3 separate regions of the Sus scrofa genome follow, and regions 1 and 2 are each linked to region 3. A link is a contact called in public Hi-C and HiChIP or PLAC-seq data. All regions are on one chromosome and are shown on one strand. The core of a region is the stretch at or near the end of the contact, and the rest is flanking DNA. Distances in the headings are between cores, read along the strand shown. Region 1 has its middle 95 kb from the start of ADRB2. Region 2 has its middle 97 kb from the start of SH3TC2. Region 3 has its middle 68 kb from the start of ADRB2.

Region 1 (4,868 bases), core at 442-2,941, 160 kb before region 3:
GGAGGGAGCTGGAGCGGGGGCTGTGAGGGAGGTCTGCCCCCGTGACCAGGCTGGCGGATGGTGACCTGGGAACCAACCCCGGGGGTTTCGGCTGCCAGGCGGGGCTCTCCTGCAGCACGGCGCTGCGCCCGCACGGAGTTATGGGGCGGCGTGGGAGGATCTGCCCTTTGTTTCTGCCGTTGTCACGAACTGTCACCTGGTCCTCATTTTGTGGATGGGAAACAGGCCTGGAGGGAGGAACGACGGGCAGGACGACCATTAATCTCTAATTAGTTTCCAACCAAATTAGCAAGATCCGCTCTTTTCCCGTAAGTGGAGAGGATTCTGACGGTTGTAGGCTGTTTTCGTCATTAGGATCTAGATTTCTGGAAGGATTGGGGGAGTTTGAATTCGTCTCACATGAACTCGCCCGGCTTTGGTCTGCTTCTCTGATTATTGCCATTACTCTGTGTCTGGTGGTCAGGCTTCTCCAGAGAAACCGTAGCAGTAGGATGTGCATATGGCAGATACATGACAGGTGTGCGTGTGTACACGTAGACAGAACATACACCTGGATTACGTATGCACTTAATTTTTAAAATTATAGTTGATTTGCAGTGTTTGTACTTAGGCCTTTACTGTAAGGAATTAGTTCATGTGACGGTAGAGGTTGCCAAATACCACATCTGCAGGATAGGCCGGCAGATGAGGCCCTAGGAGAGAGCTGCTGGTACTGCCGGGACGCGGAGGAGTCTGGGGGTAGCGTTCGCTCTTCTCTGGGAGAGAACAGTCATTTTCTATTCTGTTCTTGAAGTGACTCGATGAGTTCTGCCCATGTTACGGAGGGTCATGTGATTTACTCAGATCAACTGATTTAAATGTTAATTTACCCTACAAGTACCTTCGCAGCAATATCCAGTTGTGTCTGACCAAATTCCCGGCACGATGGCCTGGCCAAGTTGACGCATGTAACGAATCATCATGCGTATAAGCATGTAATATGTAGGATAACATTAGCTGATATGTACTGACCGTTTATGTGTATTGAGATAATATCAAGAATGTTATCTCACTGAATAACTCCTCCTAATGGTTATAGTGCAGTACTTTACACATAGGCAGAAACAAATGATGGCTTTAAAATTAGGGGGCCATTCAGAATAGAGGTTAAGAAGGAGGTTTTTAGTGTTGGGCAGACCTGAGTTCCAGTTTTAACGCAGCCAGTATCTAACTGGGGCAGATTAGTTAATCTCTCCAAGACTCTGTCCTCATCTGCAAAACAGCGTTAAGAATAGAATTTCCTTCATCAACATAGCAGGAGCTTGGTAAACGTTTATTGGCAAAATGAAGGTTGGAGGAATCTCCAAGATTGCTATGGGAATTCAAGGAGCTAATTTGTCTAAAGCCCGTCGCACAGTTCCTGGCACATTATGAGAACACACGGAATTTAGCTGCCTGTACCATGATTATCTTCCTTCTCGACGGCTGCGTACACAGAGTCATGGCTGCCAGCTGTTAGGATCCACGCAGCAGGACTTGGTGAGGTGTGGCTTCCAGGAAGGTCCTGCCTCTAAAGGCCAGGCCAGAACAGAACAGAAATCTCCCTCACCCGCTCAGAGGCTGGTTTCCCTTACCTCCTTGGCACCGTCTTGGGCGGCCCGTTCTTTGCTGCTCCCAGAACTCCTTTCCCGGAGCTCTGGCTGCAACCGCCTTGGCGGGGAGTGTTGTCCAGGTCACGCGGTCTGGAGCTGGACGAGCGTCCCACGTCTCTGCCAGCACACCCAGCGCCTCGTCTGCAGCGCTGCCCTCAGCCCTGCCACGCGAAGCACCACTCCCTGACCCTCGGTGGAAAAGAGCTGCCTCCTCCTGGGCCACCATCTCCCTGCAGATACTCCCGCTGTCGAAGAGGTGATTGGGCCAGTCATTCTCCTTTATTCTAAGGCAGATACGCTCTTTGTGCTCGGAGGAAAAGGACATCCGGACAGCGCGAAGCAGCGTCGTGTGGCTCGTTCTTCCATCATTCAGAACGTGGTGCGGGGCACTGAAGACTGGAACTCCCAGCTCTGATTCTTACCAGCCGTGTGGTCTTGGGCACATTTCTTGATCTCTCTTATGCCTCAGTTTCTTCATCTGTAAAGTGGGGACCATACTAATGCCTCCTCAGAAAGGTTATTACGATGTTTAAAATCAGCTCATAGGTGGTAAAGCATGTAAGCACCTGCCTGACCCAGAGGCAGTGCTCCGTAAGGAGTAGCCAGTCGTAGCTGTTACTATTGTTGTTATTACTGCAGCTGATTCTTTTTGTTTTAAGCCTATTTTATTTAATTTTTTTTCTTTTGTCCTTTTAGGGCCGCACCTGCAGCATATGGAGGTTCCCAGGCTAGGGGTCGAATTGGAGCTATAGCCACTGGCCTACGCCAGAGCCCCAGCAATGCCAGGTCCGAGCCTCGTCTGCAGCCTACACCACAGCTCATGGCAACGCTGGATCCTGAACCCACTCAGCGAGGCCAGGGATCGAACCTGCAACCTCATGGTTCCTAGTTGGATTCGTTTCTGCTGTGCCACGACCGGAACTCCAGCTACAGCTAATTCTAACTCCACTTTGTGTGGCAGCTCTGCTGGGTGATGGAGGAAGAGCCGTGAACACAAGGCATTCTCTCCTCTCCTTTGTGAAGTTTCTATGCTGTGAGTGGCAGAGAAAAAGAATAAATAGGTGAAGGAGACAGATAAAGCCCATTATGTGCGATTATACGTTGTGTAAGTATCCTAAAGCAAACCAGCAGGAGGCTTTGACAGAGACGCACAGCGAGCTGGGGAGTGACACGTGGGGACACTGGGGACAGGTGACGGAAGGTGTCCCGAGCGGCCAGTATTTAGGCTCAGCGCTGAGGGATGCGAAGGGGAGGAAGCAGGAGCAGTGGGTGTGAGGACCAGCACGCATGGAAGCCTTGAGGCAGAAGGAGCTCGGGTGCTCCTGAGAGTGGGAAATGCCACGTGGCCGGGGGGGAAGCGGGAAGGGCGGCAGGAACTCGTCGGGGCGCTCGCTCCGCGGCAGACGCCCCTCCCTGCACCCACCTGGGGGAGGAGGGACGGGCCTGGAGGGGCCTGGTCACGTCTCCCCGCTCGCTCGTCTTCCCTGGCTTCTGCTGCCGGCAGCACCAGGTCAGATCTCAGCGTGGCCTGTCGCATGCTTCACAGCGTAGCTCCAGGGTGACGTCTCAGTTCTATTTCCTTTTTTGGCCCATCACCTTAAAATTAATTTTTACTTGCATAAGTCACCCAGAAACATCTTTTCTTGTGAAAATTTAAAATTATTCAGGCAACTGCAAGCCCCTGTTCCCGCGTCTTCCCTTCCCCATCTCTACGCCACGTGCTTCCCCGGAGGGCCGCGCTGCGCCGCTTCCCGCGAATCCTTTCGGGCGTCCCTCAAATCGATGCGTTGTGGATCTATCTAGAGAGTGTATAAAAGTGCAGAAAACGTAGAGGAAGTTTTGTGGTTTTAGTAAATAGAACAATTTGTTGAATTGTCCTCATTGCTTGATTGAATAATTCCTGCACAGTCCATTGGCCAGACCGTTGGGAGACTGCACCCAGACCAAGGCCCTGTGCCTGGAGGCCCAGGAGGCGATGGGGTTATAATCTTCCCTCCTGCCTGGAAAGAGGAGGCCTGAAAGGGGTGAGTACTAGAGGTTTATACCACGGAGAGTGATTTTTTAAATGTCCTTTAAAAACTAAACTTTCCTGAAGAAAAATGTGAAGTCATTTTAAAAAGCTAATGAGGAGTTCCCGTCCTGGCGCAGTGGAAACAAATCCGACTAGGAACCATGAGGACGCGGTTTGATCCCGGCCTTGCTCAGTGGGTTAAGGATCCCGCGTTGCTGTGGCTCTGGCGTAGGCCGGCAGCTTGTAGCTCCAATTGGACCCCTAGCCTGGGAACTTCCATATGCATAAGCTCCATATACTTAACAGCAAAAATAGACAAGGTAGGAGAATGTACTTTCCAACCTGAAAGGTCTGTCATCCTGTGCTCCTATGGAGTCGTCTGATTTGGTGACAAAGGCTACAGGCATTGTCCTGCAAAGATGTTCAAGCCCCTGCTGCTGCCAGGTGGCCCCACCCTAGCTTGCCAGATGTCCCCACCCTAGCTTGCCAGATGTCCAGCCTGGAAGGATGCTGACCTCCTGTCCCTTCCCCTCTCTGCTCAGAAAACTCAGTCACCTACCCCTCGGCCTGCGGTCCTCCTCCAGTTAGACCCACCGGCCCTCCCTGGAAAGGCCTGGAGACCTTGGCCCCAGGTGATGGCCTCTTGCTAGTCACCAGCATCCTTCCCACCTAAATCACCTGCAGCTCCTAAGCGTGCGGCATGGGAACATGCTTTGAAGGGGATCGTGTGTCGTTTCGGCAGGGTTCTGTTTCGGGAAGTTTTGGAACGTAGCCAGAATGGGGAGCAGCTGCAAGGGGAGGGGAGAGAGGGTAAAAGTGGAGGAGGGTGGGAGGTGGGGGAGCGAGGGAGAGGTAGGGGGAGGAGGGAGGTGGGGGGGTTGAATCCCTTCTCTCATTCTCAGTTCCGTTTTTTTTTTTTTCTCATTTTTTGTATTTTAAATGGTCACTTTGGACCAATTTCTGACAGATAGCACAAACAAGCAGATTTGCAGGAATTAAAGACGTGAAGACCAAAGCATCCGTTGTAGCACCCACATCCCAACATCTGGAATCCCTTAGCGTGACTGACAATAAAGCATCACACTTGATGCTCACGAGCGCCCCTGTAAGGAGACCAGGTCAGGTAGTCAGATCAGAGCCGTTTTAGAGACGTGGAAGGGCTGAGAGGGTTAAGGCACTGGAGTGAGGTGGGTCCCTTAGCAAGGCCATGCTGGGACCCAGGGCGA
Region 2 (4,442 bases), core at 30-2,529, 190 kb before region 3:
TCCAGCTCGAGGGGAGAGCATGTGCCAAGACCCCAAGGCAGGTGAAAGCTTGAGGTGTGTTTGCGAAACAGAAAAAAGGCTGGTGTGGGCGTAGCAGCAGGAAGGGGGTCCGGGAGGCGGGCAGGCCCCAGGTCAGGGCGGCCCCGTGGGGGTTGTTAAATATGGGGACCCCTGGACAGTGGTAAGCAGGAGAGAGGCGAGGACTGACGGATGCCCCTTCATTTCTTCCGTGATGACACAGGCCGCCTCTGTGACGACAGAACTGGGTGCTGGAAACGCAGGGCCAGAGATGCTGCCCGCCCTCCAGGTGTGCAGTGGCTGAGGGGCTCTCCTCACGGATGTCACCCTCAGTGCATGGTCTTGTGTTGCCTTTGCCCATCCAGGTACTTGATCTCTCGGGTTCCTCCCGCCCTGGTTTTAGGGCTGTGGTCCGTGAGCCCTGCTGCATCGCCTGGGGGACGTGAAATGCAGACTCTGGGGCCCACCCAGACCTGCTGATGAGAATGTGTATCCCGCTGAGTTGTGAGAAGGGCTGCGTCTAGTCAGGTGGCATAATAGACTCTCAGCAAACTGAGAGCAGGGCAATGGGTCAGATGCCAGCTGAACAGTCCACGGCAGAGGCTCATAACCTCTTACGTGAGTGTATCTCAGAACTTTAAAATTCATGCATTCCACCTGGGAAGCTTGTTAAAATGCAGATTCTGCTGCGGTAGGTTGGAATGTGCCCCCTGGGCCTGTGTCTCTGAGCTTTAAGGTGATGTTGATGCTGCTGTTCAAAGGAGCAGAGAGCTGTGCATGAACCACATGAAGGGCAGCGAGGCCAGAGCCGGTGCGGAGGGGAAGGGTCCTGGGGGAAGAGCTGGAGGGGCCGCCTCGCCACGACGCCCACGGTGCTTTGTTAACAACTCCGTGAAGCTCTTACCATGTGGGAATGCAATCGGGGCATCAGGACCAGACTTTTTTTTTAAGTGTCTGTAGCCCCAGCACAGTGTTTGGTTCATAGGCAGGACTCACTAAAATATCGATTGAAGGAGGGCCAGTTTGATACAGGATGGACAGCCTGAGATGGAGCATGTCCAGGGCCATCTTTGCTGAGTCAGCAGCCTCAGTACACGTCCCCCACCTGTTCCGATAGCAAGGGGGCATATGCCCCAAAACAAGACAGCTCCAGAAGAAGCCCCGCCTCTGGTTGAAATCAACGCACACCACCGTCTCTGTCAGGTGGCCGCAGAGCCAGACAGGAAGTGTTTTGCGAGTGAACAAGTGGTTGATCAAGACCTAATCAGTGTCAGAGTAGAAACTGGAACTGAGTGTAAATGACGTAAGAGGAAGGACAGGGGCATGGCCTCCCCGGGAAGTCAGATAGGCTGGCAGGACAATGAGCCCTGGCACAGACGGGATCTGGCGGCTGAGCCTGTTAACTGGAGAAAAGTCAGACCCAACCAGGATGAGCGGGTGCCCAGGAGCGAGGGTCTGAGTCACCACTAACATCAAGCCACACTCGGCTCCTCCTGCCTGCCTGGTGAAAACCGTTTGCTCAAATCCTGTTCTATTTCAGGAAACGCCAGCTGTGTCATAGGAAGTCCTGCTCTTTCCACTTTAGGGACAAGAGTCACTTCTCTGTTTGCTTTGGGACACTCACACGGCGCTGGTCCAGAAGGGCACAGGGGTATGGTGCTGCTCACATAGGTCGATAGAGACAGCCTGCCCCAGGAGGCTGCACAGGCCAGGAAAAGCTGGATTTGGGAGTTGTCACCGTAAAGTGTGGCTTTCAGTCCTTCTAAAATGTTCCTTGCCTGCTTTGAAGGAAAGAGGAAAAGTGGCCAGATTTCATGGATTGTCATAGTCCCCTTTCCCTCTCTCCTGGGCGTGAGAGGTGCTTTGAAACCCTGGCCTCGTCTTCCCAGAGGACGGAGGGACGCTGGAATGCCCTCTCCTTAATGGGTGGATGGCTTCCGCGTCTCCGACATCCGTGATTTCCCTGGGACCATTGCCGAGAGCTGCTCTTCGAGGTGGACTCAGGGCAGGCAGACTGCAGGTGACCTTCTCAGTGGGTGAGAGGGTTTCCTCTCTCCTCTCTCCTAGACCAGATTTAAAGCGTTACATTCAGTGTATGGTGAGGGCTGCTGAGTGCAGGGGTGCTCCCTGAGAATTTTATAGGACAAAGGGTCCTTAAGGGGTGGGGCTGGGCTCCCCCCCGCCACTGAATTCCTTATCATAGCAGGTTATCCAAGGATGTGGGATATGCAGAAGTGTCTACAAGCTTTCTAGGTTTTGTTTGGGGTCTTGGTGGATACTTCTGCTAAAATAACTTCTTCTTTTTTTTTTTTTATTTTCCCACTGTACAGCAAGGGGGTCAGGTTATCCTTACATGTATACATTGCAATTACAGTTTTCCCCCCGTAAAATAACTTCTATAACACATGAAAAATGAGTGGGTAGAGAAAACAAAAAAAAAATAAAAGGAAAAAAAATTGATATTTGCTAATGAAAGGGGTCACGGTGTCTGCCGGTTTGAGATGGATTTTGATGTCTTCCTATCCAAAAGTACGATGGGGTCGAGAGGGTTTTAATCATGATGAAGAGCAAGTGTAAGAATTGAGTTAGTTAGTTTTTGATCCTCACCCCGTACTTGTCTGGCCAGAAATGCAGGGAATTGGGGTTTGTTGTTGGCTCTGCCCTTCAAGGGCTGTTCATCCTTGGCCTGCTCACCACCCATCTCTGGGCCCCAGCTCCCTCTAGAAAATGAGAGGCTGGATTAGACATGATTTCCTAAATCCTGTGACTGATTATTACAACATGAAAAACGTGAAGTCACGTAAGAGACAGTTGTGCAGAATTTAATTCCCCTTTAATCCTCCTGGCTAAGGAAAGGAGAACATCCCCCAGGAGTGTTAATGGGTGTTTAGCATCCTTTAAGCACTTTCTGACTTCTACACAGTGAGAGCTGGCTTCGGGCCAGAGTCTTCCTGAGGCTGTGGACGTACGTCCAGGTGAGAAGTTAATCATGTTGGCTTATTTTTCATTTGCTTATTTTTATGGTTGCCTTTTTTTAAATGACAGTTTGATCCTGGTTTTCCATTTACGACAGTAATGTAGTTTTCTCCTACAATGAAAGCGTTTACGCAGATGAGAACATTTGAAGGCGCCTACAATGTAGTATTGGAATATAGCAAAAGCCATGGTACTTCAGTGGCTGCACTCGGGAAAACGCTGTGGCTTAGATGACTCTTGGTGCCTTTCCAGCTCTGTGGGCCCGTGGATGTGAATGCTGTGATTTCAGGCCAGAGCATAATGTGTCTCCAGCTGTCTTAAATGTAAGCTTTGTGTGCACAATAAGTGTATGTGGCTTTTGGCCACTGTATCCAAAGCATCTGGTTCAGTGGGTGGCCCATGGTCGAATTTCACTAAATGATTCTCAAGGAACAAAGGCATGACTCAGGTGGAAAACAGTGCATTGTGACGTCTTTTTATGTTTAGGGGCAAGAAGGGACCCCCTGCATTTCAGACCCGTGGAGTAGTGAAGTCACAGGTGGCTGCTCATGCGCGTGCGCACACAGACAAACAAGCTTTGTGCTTTGAATGTTAAACTAAGTTGAATTTTTGTGATATTGACATTTGCAGAACACATATAATACTATTTTTGTTTTTAGTTTTTAAAATAATGTGGCTCTTGACATCTTAGATCTTCTTGGAGAAAGGCAAGGTTTAAATAATGAATGAGTGAACCAGGAAAGAGGTATTTTATTTTGAGTTTTCCTGGTTTTTAAATCCCATTGGCTCTCTGCTTGGAGTATTTTTAAACTGACTGGCTGTTTAGTTCAAATTATGCTTTAAAAAAGTTTTGGCGCGGGCTCTAGACCTAATGTTTTGCTGGGTTGGCGTTTGGGCGTGTCACCAAGCTGCTTTGGCTGGGTGGCAGTTAAACACAGCCAAACAGCTGATCCTGCCGGGAGAGTTAGTGATGAGAAGATTCTACAGAAACCATGCCTTGGCCTGGATCCCTGCCCAGCAGGAGCATCTCACAGGGTCCAAAGGAGACCACCGGTTTCAGGGGAGCCATCAGTCACCCTCGTCCAGCTCTGTTTTCTCTTCCCTTCTCCCCTCGGAGCTGTGGATGGCTCTGGCTTCCAGTTGTTGGGAACTGCTGCCTCTGCAACCAGTTAGGGGGACAGAGAGCAGAGACTGGGCTTTCTCGGTAGCCTCACCTCATGTTTCCAGTGAAGCCTGGTCCCCGGATGAGGTGATGTAAGAGGACCAGAGACCAACTTTCAGGTGGAGCCATCCTACTCCCTCAGCCCATTTGGTTTCGTTTGTTAGTTCTTCTGAGGGCGGAAACATCAGGCATGAGGTCAATGGAAGCAGAAGTGTTTGCCTGGTCGTAAAAACTTTCCGGTTACATAAGCAGCACCATAGCTATTGCAGAAAGAGCACGTGGTGTA
Region 3 (4,425 bases), core at 135-2,634:
GGCTGGAACTTCTAGTTGGGGTGACTCTGTGGGCCCCGCATGGGCTGTCTTACTCATTTGTGGGTGATGTCTTTTCTGACCTAACCAGGCACTTGGTGGGTTTTGATTCCTACTTAAATCTCTCCAGCACATCCAGGAAGGCCCCTCTTTCCAGAAAAGGCAGTTATAACTGCACAATTATCAAGGAGATAATGTGCTCCTGGGTGACTCCTAGATTAAAGGTTAGCTATTTCTCCAGGTTTATGTCCTTAGGAAAATCCTCTTTGTTCAAGTCCACTCTCACCCCACCCCAGCTACACACGCACACACACGCACACACACACACACAGTTCCTTCCCCTTCCCACCTTGCTCGGAGAGATAGAATGTGCTTATAGAGATGTTGAGTATTCCTCCCTCTATTTGTGGAGGCTTAGCCAGTCTCAAGAGAGACTTAATGGACACTTCCTGAGGCCAGGACCTGCGCTTCATGTGGGTGATGTAGCTGAGGATACAACGCATATACCCTTAACAGAGCTGGCTGTGTGGCCATCATAAAAAGTCCACGATTTCACAGGACCAGATAAAAGGAAGGCCGGACCTACTCTGGGAGTGGAGATGGGGTCAGATGGTGACCCTGGAGAAAGTAACACTGACCCTCGACCCTCAGGATCGACAGGAGTTAGCCAAGGGGGCAGAAACGTGCACAAATGCCCGGATTCAAGAAGACACTTGGAGGGGGAGAGAGAATTTCAGCCGTGCCTGTGGACTCTGGAGAGGCGCAGACTTCGTCGGGTGATGAGCAGCAAGGGGTCCGCAGTCAGGGCAGCGAATGTTCCCGTGGAGGTTTTCAGCAGATCTCACCACCCAGAGATGCACTTGAAGAGATGTGGCTGAGAGCTAGGGCTGATGCTTCCTTTGGAGCCCTCCTAGGTTGGTTCTGCATGGGACAGTCTTGGCATCCCGAAGGCACTAGGCCGATGGCTGGTGTCCCATCCCTGAGGCAGCTCGTGCCTTGCCCTTTAAATTCTTGTTTTTCTGTCTCCCCTTTCCTGGGAGTTCTCTCTGTTTTCTCTGTAGTTCCTCACCACTTTCCATGTATTTCAGGCATCTTCCTAGAGCTGCTGTGGGTTTGTGGTTGCCTCGAGAACCTGGCAGCAAGGTCCTGAACTCTCCACCCACCCCAGGGAGCCCTTATATCAAAAAGTTAGCTTCAAAGCCTAGTTGGAAGTAGTTGATATGAAGCAAAAAGTCAACAAACACTTCCCTGGAGTCTTGGCACCCGAAGGTCTTTTTCCTTTTGCTCAATCCTCAGCCGTTCAGCAGCCTGAACTTCTGCCTACTCATCTGATCCCCATGGCAGCTCCCAGCTGTGCCGTGGCCGTGCCTGTTGAGGTGGGACGTGATCCAGCCTCCGCCCCATCCAGGGGCCCTTCTCCTTTCTGACAGTGGGCCAGTCTCCTCTCACAGTGCCCTGGTTTCTGTGCCTGGCACGTCTGCCTTCTGGTTTGAGCTGCTGTAATGTGAGCTCTGTGGCCTCAGGAAACTTACTTTGGGCCACCACTTTGGGCCCACGTTTCCTTTTCTGTAAAGTGAGAATGGTCGTCCCTGTTCTGACTACTTCATAGGATTATTCAAAAAGGAGAAAATGACTCTACAGATCATGCCATCATTTACGAAACAGTCACTGAAGACAGCCACGTGCCAGCTGCTGGAGACGAGAGCCCTTGTTAAATGCGCTACACAAATACGACATTCTCAGGTGCAGAGGGTCCCCTGTGAGTCCTGCTTCTCTCACCTGTCTTGCCTGCAGGTGGCAGCAACCCCGAGCTGCCCGAGAACTGCCCGCCCACAAGCATTCAAGGCGGAGCTTTAGTAAGAGACTCAATAAAGAGAAGATACCCATTACCAAAGAAAGGTCTGTGGTGACCAAGCCAGTGTGTGGTTAGAAGCGTAATTACGTCTGGCACCAGAGGCCTAGAGGGTGGGCAGCCGTGTTCTTCCTCCTGCTCCAGCACCAGCCCTCAGGGCCCCAGCAAGGGACAAAGAGGAGTTCGCCCTCATTCTAAAAAGCGTTTCAACACTTGGGGCCGGGACACCCCTCTCCCCACACGTCCTCAGGCTTCCTGAAGTCAAAGCTGGCCTCGCCACCAGGGCTGCTCAGCTTCCTCCGTCCTCCCCGCCAGGCTGCGTGACACACGTCTGGGAGAGGAGGCGAGGGAGGGGGCGCTCACAGGGTCCCCCTTACTGGAGTGCAGTGCTCATGGGGTGGTGGCAGAGGGTTAGGGTCCCAGTGGGCAACAGAGGAACCTTACATTGGAACCATCTAGGTGAGTTTTATCGACAGAGAGGACCACAGCGTCACGTGCAGTCAAGCCCAGGTGGTGGCAGCAGCAGCGCTCCTGGGCTTCCAGGCAGGAAGCAATGAGGGGAGGAACCAAAACCCAGAAGGAAAGAGCGTCTCAGACCACTCGGAAATCTTTTCCAGTGGTCGGCCAGGGTATGGGTGGCCCGACAGAGAAGGGGCAGGAGCGTTGGAGGGAAAGGGGAAGGCATGGAGCTTTTAGGGAGGCAGACTTCAGAGGCTCGCCGGTGGAATGGGTTGTGAAAGGGGAGGGAGCAAAGGGGAACAGAGGTTTCGGGCTTGGGCGACCGGGTCAGCGGCCGTGCCATTCATTTTCAGAGGGTGGGGGTTGGGCTGGCTGGAGGATCCCCGTTCAGTCTGGGACCTGCCAGCTGGGAGTGGCTGCGCAACATCTGGGTGGAGGCATCCAGCTCGAAGGACAGAATCGCGTGTGAACAATTACAGTTACCTCTGTACAGGCTGCCTTGAGATGCGTTCTGTGAAGTGTGACTCTGGCTGGGTGAAGAAGCCAGTCCTTGGCGTTTTGAAAAGTTGTCTTCGCTACCACCCTGGTATTATGGCCGTACCTGGATGCGCTAAGGCTCTTACCCAGGCATGTGCTAACTACTAACCGCAAAACGGCCGAGGCTCAGAGAGGTCAAGTGTATGGTTAGGGTTGTTACTCTTGTAAGTGACCAGAGTCTCCGTTTAAACAGTCAGAGGAATTTTTTGGCTGAGGTCTGGCGTTCCTTTTGACTTAGGGCACAGTTTGATCCAGAGGTTCGGAAAATGGCAGTGAGGCCCATTGTCTGTACTTTTCTATTTGTTCTACTTTTCTTCATACATTTGTTGGCTTCATTCAGATTAGTTCATATTCATGCTAGCAAGACGGTACGGCAGCTCCAGGCCTCACAAAATCAGGCCTTTAAGTCTAGTGAATAGATTCCAGGCTCTTCTCTTCCAGAAGCAGGTCTCAAGTCTTCACAGAGGTTCTAATCAGGTCCTGTTCTTAGCCCTGATCCATCACTGAGCCCAGAGGGATAGGGTGTGGCCCTTTGATGGAGACAGAGCATCCCTGAGAGCCGGGAGGAGCCAGTCACATGGAAACATCAGGGTTTCTTGGTAGAAGACAGGTGTGTCCACAGGTGAGAGACAGGGTACTGTCACCTGAGAGGAGATGCTGGCAAGGGAAAGAAACAGTAACCACAGGAAGGAGGGACCAGGTTGCGGTCACCCAGGTTCTCAGCATCAAACAAGAGCTCAGCTGTTCACCCCATCTTACTTTCTTCCGAGCCTCTGCCCCTGACAGCTCTGTTTCCACCCATGTTCCTAGAGACCTAAGGTGTCAGACACCAAGAAGGGGCTACTGAGAAAAATAGTAGAGATAAAAAGTCACAAGCCCTTCAGGACCTTCCTCTGGCTCTGGGTCACACGCTGGCCCAAGCTGTCCTAGAGAGCAACTGGAGGAAAGGCACTGCCCCGCGTGGGCGGCCGGGAAAGCTGCTGCTGAGCGCTGCCCCAGCCCACACTCCCTCGGCCTTGGAGAGGTCAGACCGTAGGCAGCCAGGAACTTCCAAGACCTGTGGAGAGCGGGTTAGGACCACTCCACCGTGGTTTCTGAAAGCGTCTCCCGTTCGTTATTCACGGTCAAGTTATTCCACGTGACTTTGTCACTCTTTTCTCTCTGCCTTCTCTAGGGTCACGCGGTTTTGCTGGTTCTGGTTATTTTTAGCTCAGTATGGCCTTTGGGGATCATCAAATCCAACTCTCTTTTCTGGCAGAAGTGAGACCTGAGACAGTGTTGGACAGTGAGCTCTTAAGGTCACACACTTCCTATCGAGGTGCTCACCCCACTCTGGTCGCTTGGCTGCCAGCTCACGGATTCCAGGGCCCTGGTTGCTTCCATCCACTTTTTCGTGATTTCACCAGCGGGCCCAGCTGGGCTTTGCCTCGTTAAAGAGCCGACTGTTGTCCCAGACTGACAGACGTGGGCTATTTTTATCTGAAAACAGGGAGAGTCCCCAGGAAGATGTGTAAGCTGGTCTCTGAGAACTCAGGAGCACTTTCCCTAGAAAGAGGGTTTTGTGTTTTGCAGGTCCTCGG

What was found. Hi-C and Micro-C count contacts between places; a contact is called where the count stands out from the background. HiChIP or PLAC-seq counts read pairs in DNA pulled down with a chosen protein or histone mark.
Region 1: a contact with region 3 is called in a Hi-C map of skeletal muscle, with 4 times the contacts expected there. The contact joins two enhancer-like sites. A contact is called at or near these places in 1 of 5 promoter capture datasets (liver), 26 of 47 Hi-C or Micro-C datasets (alveolar macrophages, blood, brain and 14 more) and 2 of 2 datasets of contacts at active chromatin or transcription factors (alveolar macrophages and skeletal muscle).
Region 2: a contact with region 3 is called in an H3K27ac HiChIP or PLAC-seq map of skeletal muscle. The contact joins two enhancer-like sites. A contact is called at or near these places in 4 of 47 Hi-C or Micro-C datasets (retroperitoneal adipose tissue, skeletal muscle and subcutaneous adipose tissue) and 2 of 2 datasets of contacts at active chromatin or transcription factors (alveolar macrophages and skeletal muscle).

What each region holds. Positions count from the first base shown.
Region 1 is chr2:150,126,419-150,131,286 of Sscrofa11.1, reverse strand. No RefSeq gene overlaps it. Among named protein-coding and RNA genes, the nearest start is that of ADRB2, 95 kb to the right of the region's middle. Within about 2 kb of position 1,691, at least 1 of the 83 cell types and tissues checked has an H3K27ac peak or open chromatin away from gene starts, as enhancers often do. A contact at or near this core is called in skeletal muscle, where this site is marked.
Region 2 is chr2:150,148,653-150,153,094 of Sscrofa11.1, reverse strand. No RefSeq gene overlaps it. Among named protein-coding and RNA genes, the nearest start is that of SH3TC2, 97 kb to the left of the region's middle. Within about 2 kb of position 1,279, at least 41 of the 83 cell types and tissues checked have an H3K27ac peak or open chromatin away from gene starts, as enhancers often do. A contact at or near this core is called in alveolar macrophages, retroperitoneal adipose tissue and skeletal muscle, where this site is marked.
Region 3 is chr2:149,963,455-149,967,879 of Sscrofa11.1, reverse strand. No RefSeq gene overlaps it. Among named protein-coding and RNA genes, the nearest start is that of ADRB2, 68 kb to the left of the region's middle. Within about 2 kb of position 1,384, at least 7 of the 83 cell types and tissues checked have an H3K27ac peak or open chromatin away from gene starts, as enhancers often do. A contact at or near this core is called in alveolar macrophages, retroperitoneal adipose tissue and skeletal muscle, where this site is marked.